Linked DNA regions of Oryzias latipes: region 1 is linked to region 2. The links are chromatin contacts, called in public Hi-C maps. All regions are on one chromosome and are shown on one strand. The core of a region is the stretch at or near the end of the contact, and the rest is flanking DNA. Distances in the headings are between cores, read along the strand shown.

What was found. Hi-C and Micro-C count contacts between places; a contact is called where the count stands out from the background.
Region 1: a Hi-C map of embryo shows a contact between it and region 2, with 2.2 times the contacts expected there. The contact joins the promoter of basp1 here to the promoter of LOC101160348 in region 2. A contact is called at or near these places in 2 of 5 Hi-C or Micro-C datasets (both in embryo).

The regions. Positions count from the first base shown.
Region 1 is chr17:9,092,326-9,097,543 of ASM223467v1, reverse strand. It overlaps basp1 (brain acid soluble protein 1), which reads right to left and starts at 3,508. Exons shown (of 2, transcript XM_004078753.4): 1 at 3,236-3,508.
Region 2 is chr17:8,949,064-8,954,235 of ASM223467v1, reverse strand. It overlaps LOC101160348 (E3 ubiquitin-protein ligase MARCH11), which reads right to left and starts at 2,412. Exons shown (of 4, transcript XM_023965397.1): 1 at 1,783-2,412. The coding sequence starts at 2,064.

The sequences.
Region 1 (5,218 bases), core at 2,259-4,758, 140 kb before region 2:
GCGTGTGTGGAACTTTAACATCATATTTTCCTTTTTGGGGGTGTTTGTATTAAAAAGTTACAGGTTAGCAGGTTGAATTGCCCCTATAAGGCTCTCACTTTGGCCCAGAGTTAAGGAGGTATGAGACGGGTGGAGGAAGGCGGAGGCGGAGCCTCGCTTTACCGCTGCTGCAGAAGCGATGAGTCACCGTCGAGACTCCTCATCAAGTTACTGTTAGTCTGTGTGCGGCCAGATGAATGAACTAGACCTAACACTGATCGCCATGCCAGAGTGGTTACCATGGCAACTATTTTAATAGACCATTACTGCAAAAAATTCAAAGAGCTGAAATCAGCAAAGGCGTCATTTATGGAGTTTTTATCAAGCTAAATGACCTGATAACGATGCTCAAGGATCAAATGATAGAAGTTCTGCCGCATGTGGAATTTAATACCAAAGTTCTACGTGGTTCTGTTGGAGCTGGCGGTCCAGAAATGAAAAGCTAACACTTTTTTCTTATGGTTTTCAGCACTTTTGTCAAAATCTTCCGACAAATCCCATTTATATGATCTATTAATACAATCTAAATCATCAGAAATTGTGATTTTTCTTTTTTTTTCTGTCTGAATGGAATAAACCACAAATACTTCCTGTTATATAAACCCATTGGTTCCAATTGAACATTTCAACCAAAAGTTCAGAAAAGTCACAACAGAATGATGAAATTCACCACACAGGTTCTAACCCACACTAACAAGTGGGACATAACAGCAAAAGAACTTTAGGCAGCTTTTCTGGAAGGATCACTTTCATTTCTGCTTTGGTCAGCTTCATCTACAGACACATAACATCAAAAAGTAATAAACTGAAGGAAGCTTTAGCAGATTTTTAGTGGTTATAAAAATATGATCTTCCACATGAAGCCAAAACCAAATCGTTCACATATTTTACGAAACACCAGTAAAACTGATCACAAAAACCATTTTTCTGGAATGCTAAAGGTTACAGCGTGCTGTTTTGTGGGAGGAACTCTTTCATTTGAACATGTAAAGAAAACCCAACCCTCCCAACCAACCAATCAGGAGGAAGTTTCTCTGCAACCACAGTTGGGATGAACAGGTTTTCTCTTAAATGAAGGAAAAACCCTGAAGAAATGGGTCAGAGGTCAAGCTGATGAGTTGATGCTTTACTGATCGATCAGCAGAAAAGCTGTTTGCTGCTTCTCTCACATCTCACTTTGCTGTATTTCCAGTTGGATCTTTGACTGTATAAGAGACCTGGAGCGAGTGAGTGTGATGTCACAGTAGATGTGAGTAAGCAGCGATTGGGCCGAGTCGTTCTGGAACAACCAATCAGGAGTGAGCTTGTTGGAAGTCCACACCCCTACCACTTAAAATCGGACTACACAAAATCTGTCAAAGGTTTCGAACGTTGGATGTGAAACCACATACTTTTATTGATGCATCTGATTGGTCAGTTTATAACTTAAGTAACTTTTACTACAGAAAAAAAATGTGAAAAAAATTAGGATAAGTTAAAAAAAAAGTGTCACAGCAAGAATGGTTAACAGAATGACTGAGTTATAGGCGTCTATGGCATTTTGGACTTTTGGAACCAGCGGGTACTTCCTGTTTGGAACATGCACATGGAGGGGTCACTCAGTCCGGTTCTCATGTACAGTCATTGATTGGACACAAGACTCCCAGATATAAAAACACCCAGCCTTATTTAAATCGGACAATTTTTAAGAGTTAAATAAAGTCATAAAAGGATCATGATCGCAAAATAGATTAGGTTAAGAATAAAATAGCAGAAAAAATAATAAAAATCAACCAAATGGCATCTTAAAATAATGTCCTAGAAATTTGATCAAATAAAAAATGCTACATTTTTCTAATGAGTCCTCCACTTTATATCATGCAAGGATCAACTCAGCAACAGTTATATGGGTTGAACATTTTCGATTTTAAGGAGCTTAATGCAAAAATGTTCATTTATAACAGCCTTATATAGGCAGACACAGGAATGCACTAATTCACTGAGGTTGTGGGGTGATTTAAAAAAAAAAAGAAATATAGATGTGCAAAAACCAAAGCAGATAATTTCTCACTTTATGGCTCTAACAGAGGAAAAAGCTACAGATGTCAATAAAAAAAGTAAATCTTTTGATTTATATAAAGTATCCTCCATAAATCATTTTAAATGCACCCCCACCGATACGTGCGCGCGTGCACGCACACAATAAATCTGACCAGGTTCATGCAGCGCTTGTGCACCAATTCAAAAAAATTCGCGCGCCAGGAGCATTTTATTATTGCTCATCTTTTTTTTTCATTTTGGAGTAAAATCCAGTTTACACTGAAATGAGCCTCTTCCATCCTGTTTTTTGTTCTCTCCTCCATCATTGATAGTCAAGGTGGCATCTCTCCCATCCACACCCTACAGCCAGTGCGCATGCGCCCCGCGGTGAACAAAGGACCGGACAATGAAGGTGTCGGAGGATGAAGAGGGGGAGAAAGATGAGGGTGGCTGATAAAGTTTGACTCCGCAGTAGGGGGAAAAATCTGTCTATGAGGAAAAGAAAAAAAACATAAATGAGCTCGAGGCGCGGGGCGAGAAAAAGAGGAGGGGAGAATGCACGTGCACCCTCGGTCCTCCATCACACCCCTTTCTCCTCCTCCTCCTCCTCCTCCTCCTCCTCCTCCTCTTGTCATCCCAAACTCCCCTTTTTCCCTCTTGGTTGCAATCGCAGAGAAAACATCAAAAAGAAATGATTAGATGTGAGAAATGACAGCTAGAAGAAGCCGCGTGGACTCAGGCGCGCTCCCGCCTTCTATGGATGAGAATTCTGACAAAACCCCATAAAAAGGGCTCCTCACACCCCCTCATCAGACGGGGAGCGCGCGGAAACTCTCTATCAGTGATCGATGATTGATGACAGCGTGCGTTAGGAAGTCAAAAGTCCTTTTTCTGAGGAAAAAGTGGGGAAAACGTGAGCGCGTGCACGCTAGCGGTACACACCCCTTTGTGAGCACGCGCTCAAAAGGAAAAATGGGTTGTTAAAATAAAATGGTGTTCTTTTTTCACATTTTGAAACCCTTTTAGTTGTTTTTTTTAACCTTAGAACATTTGTCTCGTGCCTCCATTCACGCGCGCGTTATAAACACACCAGCTCAAACAAAAAGAAAAACCTGTGTTTTTTAAAGAAAAGGAAGAAAGCAGTAAGAACATGAATGTAAAGAAGGAGCGCTCTTACCGTGCACACCAATTCCCTGCGCTCGCGCTGCTCTCCTCGCGGTCTCCACTCGCGGTGGCTGCGTTTCCCCCCCTTTTTTTGCGGCTCTTCCGCGCGCGCAGCAGCTCGTGCTTGCTTGACGGTGCGGCTCCGTGCACGCGCGGGCGCTGTGCTAAACACTGTTCCGGCGTGCGTGTTTGAGCGTGTCCGTGATTTCCTGAAGATGCTCGACAGATGCGTGGTGCGTTCAGGGTTTTCACGGCGGCATGTTCCTCTACCAACTCCTACCGAAAATAAATTCCTGGTTTTCAGTTTCATTAAAAAAAATTACACTTGTCATACAAAAAGTCCGGAAGTTGTTTCCCTTCATATTTTTCCGGACATAAACTGAGATCCTGACAGCGCGTTCGTTGCCTTCGCGCGCCCCCTGCCCCCCGCAGCCCGTCACTGGAGGACCTGTTGGTCTGTGATGCTTTGAGAGGAACTTATGAGAGGAAGTCATCTCGACGCCTTATATCCGACGCTACCTACAGATAGACGCTGAAAAAATGTTTCTGCTGCAAAAAAGAAAAGTCGATTTTTATTGTGTTGACATAAGCAGCAGAACAGGAAGCTGAGGTTGGTGTGACTGTAAGATGGAGACCAGAAGAACTGATCCAGCAGCCAGTGCAGAAACCTGATCATGTGTGTGACATGTGTGTTTTACAGTTAGCAGTGCAGAAAATTATCTGCAGGATCTTGATTCTCCAGGCTCGTAAAGCTGGTAATGAACCTCTGCAGGCAACTAAGATGTGACATTTTTTACACCCAAATTATAAAAACGTGGTTTTAAATTTAAAAGTCAATTACTTGTGATTTTCAAGACGTTTCTCATGAATTACAGATAATAATTTAGTTTGGGATTCCAGTTTTTTTCTTGTATGCAGTACCTACAGTTGGTCACTAGATGGCAATGTTTATAAATGAAACTCAATTTTTGCAGCAAGAATAGCCCTGAATGGCTTGAGTCTCCCCTTTTCATGAAACCTTTATAATGTCAATGTTTGTGGTTTCATAGTTTTAAATAATCTATAATTAAATTTATAATAATGGAGGTAGACGAAGATAACTTTACAAATAAAACCTAAAATAATTCTAGAGAAAGCCATTCATTCACCTTTTTTCTGAAGCTGCTTAATCCTTTTTGGTGTCATGGGGCTGCTGGAGCCTATCCCAGCTACTGTTGGGCGAAGGTGGGGTTCACACACTCACATGCAGACCTATTTGAATGGACTTAAGTGTTTTTGTCATTTTTAATCATCTTGTTGCATTTTTCTCATGGAGGACGTGTATATGAAGAAAGTAAGATTAAAAATGTAAGTATTTTTATTCAAATTTTGGTGCAGATCAATGCACCAAGGGCTTCCTCTTAACCAGGAAGAGAAACGCTTAAAAAAAATAAACAAGCAACAAATATGAAACTGTGAAATGCTGGACCGTGAGCTAAGACACAGCAAAATGGCAAAAAGTCTGAGGAACAGTCACTCCTGAATACTGTGGCTCACAGGTGGGCTGAATGACAGGTATTAGGAACACCAGGTGGAGAATGGAGAGCATGCAAAGTTTGCCATGACACCCATAGACGTCTATAGAGAAATAAACAGCTGTTTATTAGTTTTATTAGTCAGTATAACCATTGTTGTTCTACTACTCTTTTAAAGGGCCTATATCAAGCAGAACCAACTTTTTTGAGGTTTTGAGTGTATTATAATTTTAATTCTCACAAAAAACAACCCCAAAGTGGGGTCCTAGCCCCCCTGTAGCTCCACCCCTGGTCAAAGATAACATATTACTGTAGAAATGGATTTAGTTTACTCTGATCTTCTTGCTAATCCTAATTTTTTTTCTCATATTTGTTCTGTAGCTCAGGTTCTAAACTGACCAATCAGATGCTTTTATGTGGTTTCACGTCAAACATTTAAAACATTTGGTTGACAGATTCTCTGTAGTCTGCTTTCAGGTGGT
Region 2 (5,172 bases), core at 1,163-3,662:
AATGTAAGGTCGGGGTCATCTAAGATAGCACAAGGGTTAAAGAAATGCAATTCAATACAGTTTCGTGAACTAAAATGTAAAAAAAAAAACCACTTATAAATCTTTATATACTTCATCTGATCATCTATTATTCAACAAATATAGAAAATAGCAGACAGAACGATTCCAATGACTCATACATTTCCTAATTGCATAACTTCACAGCGTCGTCATCTGATCACAAAGTGAAGAAGAGAAAAATGTTTCTGTTGTTTTCCAAAAAAGGGCTGTTAAAGATTCAAACTAGGACTTTACCTTTCATGGAAAAGATGCAGTGGAGTTTTGGAATTCCATCAGGATCTACTCAAAGTTTTCCTCCTTTAGCCCTTGTGCCATCCTATGACCCCCCCCCCCCCTTACATTGACGTGCTCATATCAATAAAGTTTAGTATAAGTTACAAAAGGGGTTTATTGAAATATACACACTGTGTCAGAAAAATCCTAACCTCATGTTGTAACAGTAAAATATGTCCAACACACTTTTGTCCAGCCTGCAGCTTTGGACCTGAATCAGATAGCAGTCTGGACCCGGAGGCAGAGTCATTCGATTAGCTTTGCTAACAGGCTCGGAGAACAGGATATTCACTTATGCGTCCACCGCCCCGACTCCTCTTTCTCTAAAGCTCCGGCTGGGATCAGTCGTCCCTCCCCGTTTGGCTGTCACGAGCCAAACGGGCCTGCAGAGTGTCAGATTTCAGAGATGGATGGATGGAGTGTTGATTTGTCCCTGCTGGTCCACATCTGCAAGCGTTCTTCTGGGAAGACCTGCAGACAGGCGGACGCTTCGCTCGGGAGCCACGCTCTAAGTGGATTCTATTCCGACATTCCCTCCAAAGTGACGGATGGGAATTCATTCACAAGCAGAATTAAAAAAATGTACTTTTGTGATTTTAGAGGACTAAGTACAAGGGATCCTTATTTTGTGATAAAAAGTTATTAAGTTATTATTGTTTTTGTCTGTTTAAAAAACATAAATCCAGCCTGGCTTCTACCTCACCAAATACTTTACTCCAAGTTCATTTACAGAAAAATTCAAATGCAAACTGGATTACTAAAATCAAATGCCAGAACCACAGATCATGAAAAAGAATGTCACAGTTGCTGTATTTTCCTTCTAGGGGTTGAGTCTCATCTGAATCAAAAGTCTAACAAAAAGCATAAATTGTGATTATAGTTGTGTTTTCATATTTCTTGTGTCAAATTTTAGTGCCTGAATATTTATTTATTTGTTTGTTTTCATCTGGACAGTGTTTTATAGCATGAATAGCGCTTTTTTATAAATAAAATTTGATTTGATATTTTCTAAAAAGTAAAACGTCTTAAACATTAACTGATATTATTTTGTAAGCTTAGTTTTATGTTGCAGAATTTCTTTTACTTTACTCAAAAAAGAGCGGATAAATGTTGCAGAAGGTTTGTTCTCCAGAGATAACTACTATACCTCCAACAGTATTTTTCTTAAAGAAATGTAAGTTTGGAATAAAAAAAATAGATTTTTACATCTTGCAGTGTTTATTTGTAAAATAATGTATTTACAATATTTCTAGAGTCATTTTAGAAGCTGAGTGTTACGGGGTGGCGGCATTATGTTTTGCCCAAACCCCCCAAATTTGTTTGAAACGCCCCTGTCTATGAAAAAACAACAACATTATCTTAAATGAACATGATTCCTGTAGATTTGTTGCGCTGATATGCTTACAGCCATGACGCGCACCTGTCACCTGTCAGAGGGCGGCACCTCACCTGCTCTGCGCCCTGGAAGCAGATCCGGCAGCTGGGGGTGGGGATGCAGGTGTCGCTGCTGCTGTTGGAGGGCATCCCCTGCGCTTTGCAGGACGTGCCCCCTTCCTCGCCGGAGAAAGGCCCCCCGCGGGCCTCCGCAGCTGCGTCCCCGCAGCCGCGGGCCTCCTCCTCCTCGTCTCCGCCATCGGGGTTTTTGGGGCCTCGGGAGCCGAGCACCTCGCTTTCCTCCCGGGTGTGGCGCTGGCTCGAGCCTCCACCCGCCTCCGTCTCCGCCGCGCTCATAATTCCCTGACGCGTGCAGACAGAGGTGCGTCCACGCCGCCTTCAGGCTCCCGGATCCGCAACCGCCTCGCGCGCTCCGGAGTCCCGGGGAGCGTCTCCGCGCAGCTGCCGCGCATCGTCGGTGCGCGCCGGGCGGATCCTCTGCAGTCCCGCGGCTGCCGCTCCTCTGGGCGCAGAGGGGAAACCCGGACCCCCGCAGGGTTCTCTCAGGAGGCTGCGAGGAGCTTCTCCCCGAGGAGGAGCAGAGCCATCAATGTGGAGGAGCAGCCAGAGCAGCCAGAACAGAGGAGCGGCGGGCTCCTGCTCCGGAGCCTCAGGATTCACCTGCTGGGTTAAAGGAGACGCGCTGTCACGGTCAGGGGTGGAGACTGCAGTTCACTCAGTCTGAATGGAGCATCTGTTTACACCAAACCCTTCAAGACAACAAACCAGATAAATAATAATTATTGCTGCCATATTGTCTGGTTTCTAAAAAGGATCCCAAAAAAGACTTTGGTAATGTAAAACACTTAAGTACATTCTAGCAAAAACAAAAATAAAGTATTTTATCCCACATTAGAGGGTGTTTTAAAGAAATGTAGTCCCAAAAATACATTTTTGTTAACTAGTAATTAATATTTATAATTCTGAAATCATTCTACAACCAAACATTTCAAGGAAAAGTACTGGTATTGACACTAGCCCTGTAAGTACTTGGTATTGGATCAATATCCAAATTCCCAGCATCCCTACGGTCAAGTTATTAGACATGGATGAAACATTAAAATGGTTGTTTTCTAGTTACATTTAAAATGAACTAAAATTTATTTTTTTTGGTGTGTGTTTCTTGTATAAAACAAATGAATTCATGACAACTCAGATCGAATCGGCTTCAGGTAAGGAATAGTTCTTGAAGATCTCTTTTGAACGGTTCCAATTCTTGCATTTATGCACCTACGCCCTTCAATTTAAGGCTGAAAGGTATAAGAAGCATAAGCTGTAGTGGTGTCCCAAAGTGTATTTTCCAAGGGGGAGCCTTAGGGACCCACAACTGATGATCCCTCCGCCCCACCATGTGTCTTCACGTTGCTGTGCTCTGAAGCACAGAGGTTTACATTTAAATTGAAGTAATGAGTGAGTTTTTTTTGATTTTTTAGAGTAAAACCGATGTAACATATTCTCAAAGCGCTGGCAGCTAAGCGCTAACGTAAATGACAGGCAACTACTGATGACATCATCACGCAGTAGGAACGTCTTAATTTGAAGTCAGTATTTTTTCCATACGTCTCTGCTTGCTTAGGGAGAAGCTGTAGGGGTAGTGATGTTTTTGGCAAGTTTGGTCACCTTAACTTCTGTCTGGGCCCCGCCAGGCCTCACACTTTAATCTAAAGCATTACTTGGATATCTTTTTCTGTAGTGGCGTCATAAAAATACCAGTTTTATGGTTAGAAGCCTCACCTTCCACACTTTCCCAATCCTCTGTTCTACATAAAAGCACAAAAGGTTTGTGTTTCCCAAGTTCAACCCATCCAAATGGGTTATTCTTAGAATGAGAATAATGAACAAATTGGTTGCTAAGGGAGATTAACATTTGACTTCCATGGAGAAAGTTTACATTTAGCGCACATTTTTGCCACTTCAAGATATAAATAAATAAATAAAAACCTGAGGGGTTTCTATGGAGCAATATCTTTCATAAAGGCCACTCTATGATTCAAAGTGCAGCTTCAACTTCCGTTCTGATGCTAGAAATAAAACAGTTACTCAGGTACTTTAAGGTCAAACAGCTGCTTTAACAGCATCCGGACGGCGTGGAGGCGGGAGCTAATCAAAGCTGCGGTTATCAGCTCCTAAACCCTGTTAGGAAAGGAAGCAGTGAAGGCTGAGTGGAAAGGTCAGCCGTGAACGGAGGGAAAACCTGCATTCAGGTGTCCTTGTTTCTGTGTCTGGACACTTTAACGGTCTGTAGAAGCCTGCCTGCAGGTTGAAAGTAGGCAAAAGGAGTTGGGGCTCCTTTCCTGATCAGGCCTCTAACGTGTCTTTATCAGGGTAGAAGGACTGAGAATGAGCCTTTTGAAGCAGCACCAGCACATCCTTTCTGCTGTTTTATAGCATCCAGTCATCCTTCCCCAGATCGACGTGATAATGAACTTCCTCCCAAGGATCTTCTGCTGGATGTGTTTCCAAGAAGAATCTCCTCTTTTTGCTATCGTTTCAGAGGATGTCCATAAGTTTCCGGAGAGCGGAATTGGAGTAATGGACTCTAATGCAGCAAAGGAAATGATCCACTCATGTCCAATCGCTACCTACGAGGCACCAATCAATAGTGGATCCCCCAGGGCTCGGAGAGAACAGGATCGTGATGAGAGGAAGGGAGCGCCGTCCGACTGACAGACCTCTGAAAGTCTGCTTTGATTCACCAAACAGACTTTAAAGACCCCCGTGGATGTCTGCAGTCCTTCATGTTACACACAACAAACTGTAACAGGAGTCGATGGAGATACATGAAGGAGTCCCTGTATGCCTGTAAGAATAAAGCAGTAAACTAGCTTCTCATCCAGGAATTGGCTTTTTATTCCTACAAGCCATTAGTTCAACAATGGAACAGACCACAAACTAAAAGATTTAATAGTTTATGAATTAGTCAAGCAAATAGTGGGACATTCTCCCATTTTTACAGTAGAAACACTCATGAAATATTTATATTATCTTCACAAATTTGTAAAAAGTCAGTTTTAACCCTTGTGCTATCTTAGATGACCCCACCCTTACATTGGCGTGTTCTCCCTACCATGACAAAGGTGGATAAAGGCGGAAAGATTTCATGTAATCCATGGACACCAGTGAAGATCACAAATCATTGAAGAAAAGAGATTCAGAGCACTGTCTAGTGGGTCTAGATGACCCAACTCCCAATGTTAAAGTGCTTAGGATTGCACAAGGGTTACACCTGACAACAATATTTTTTTGAACTTTCTAATTGACATTCTTGATTCAAACTTTTATTTACTTGTATTTTTAATGTTTGTGTTTGATTAGACTCAATAATATTTTTTCACCAAAATGCATCAATTTCTAACAGAAAATTAAGTTTAATCACCTTTACTTTAAAATTAAAAAATGTTGACA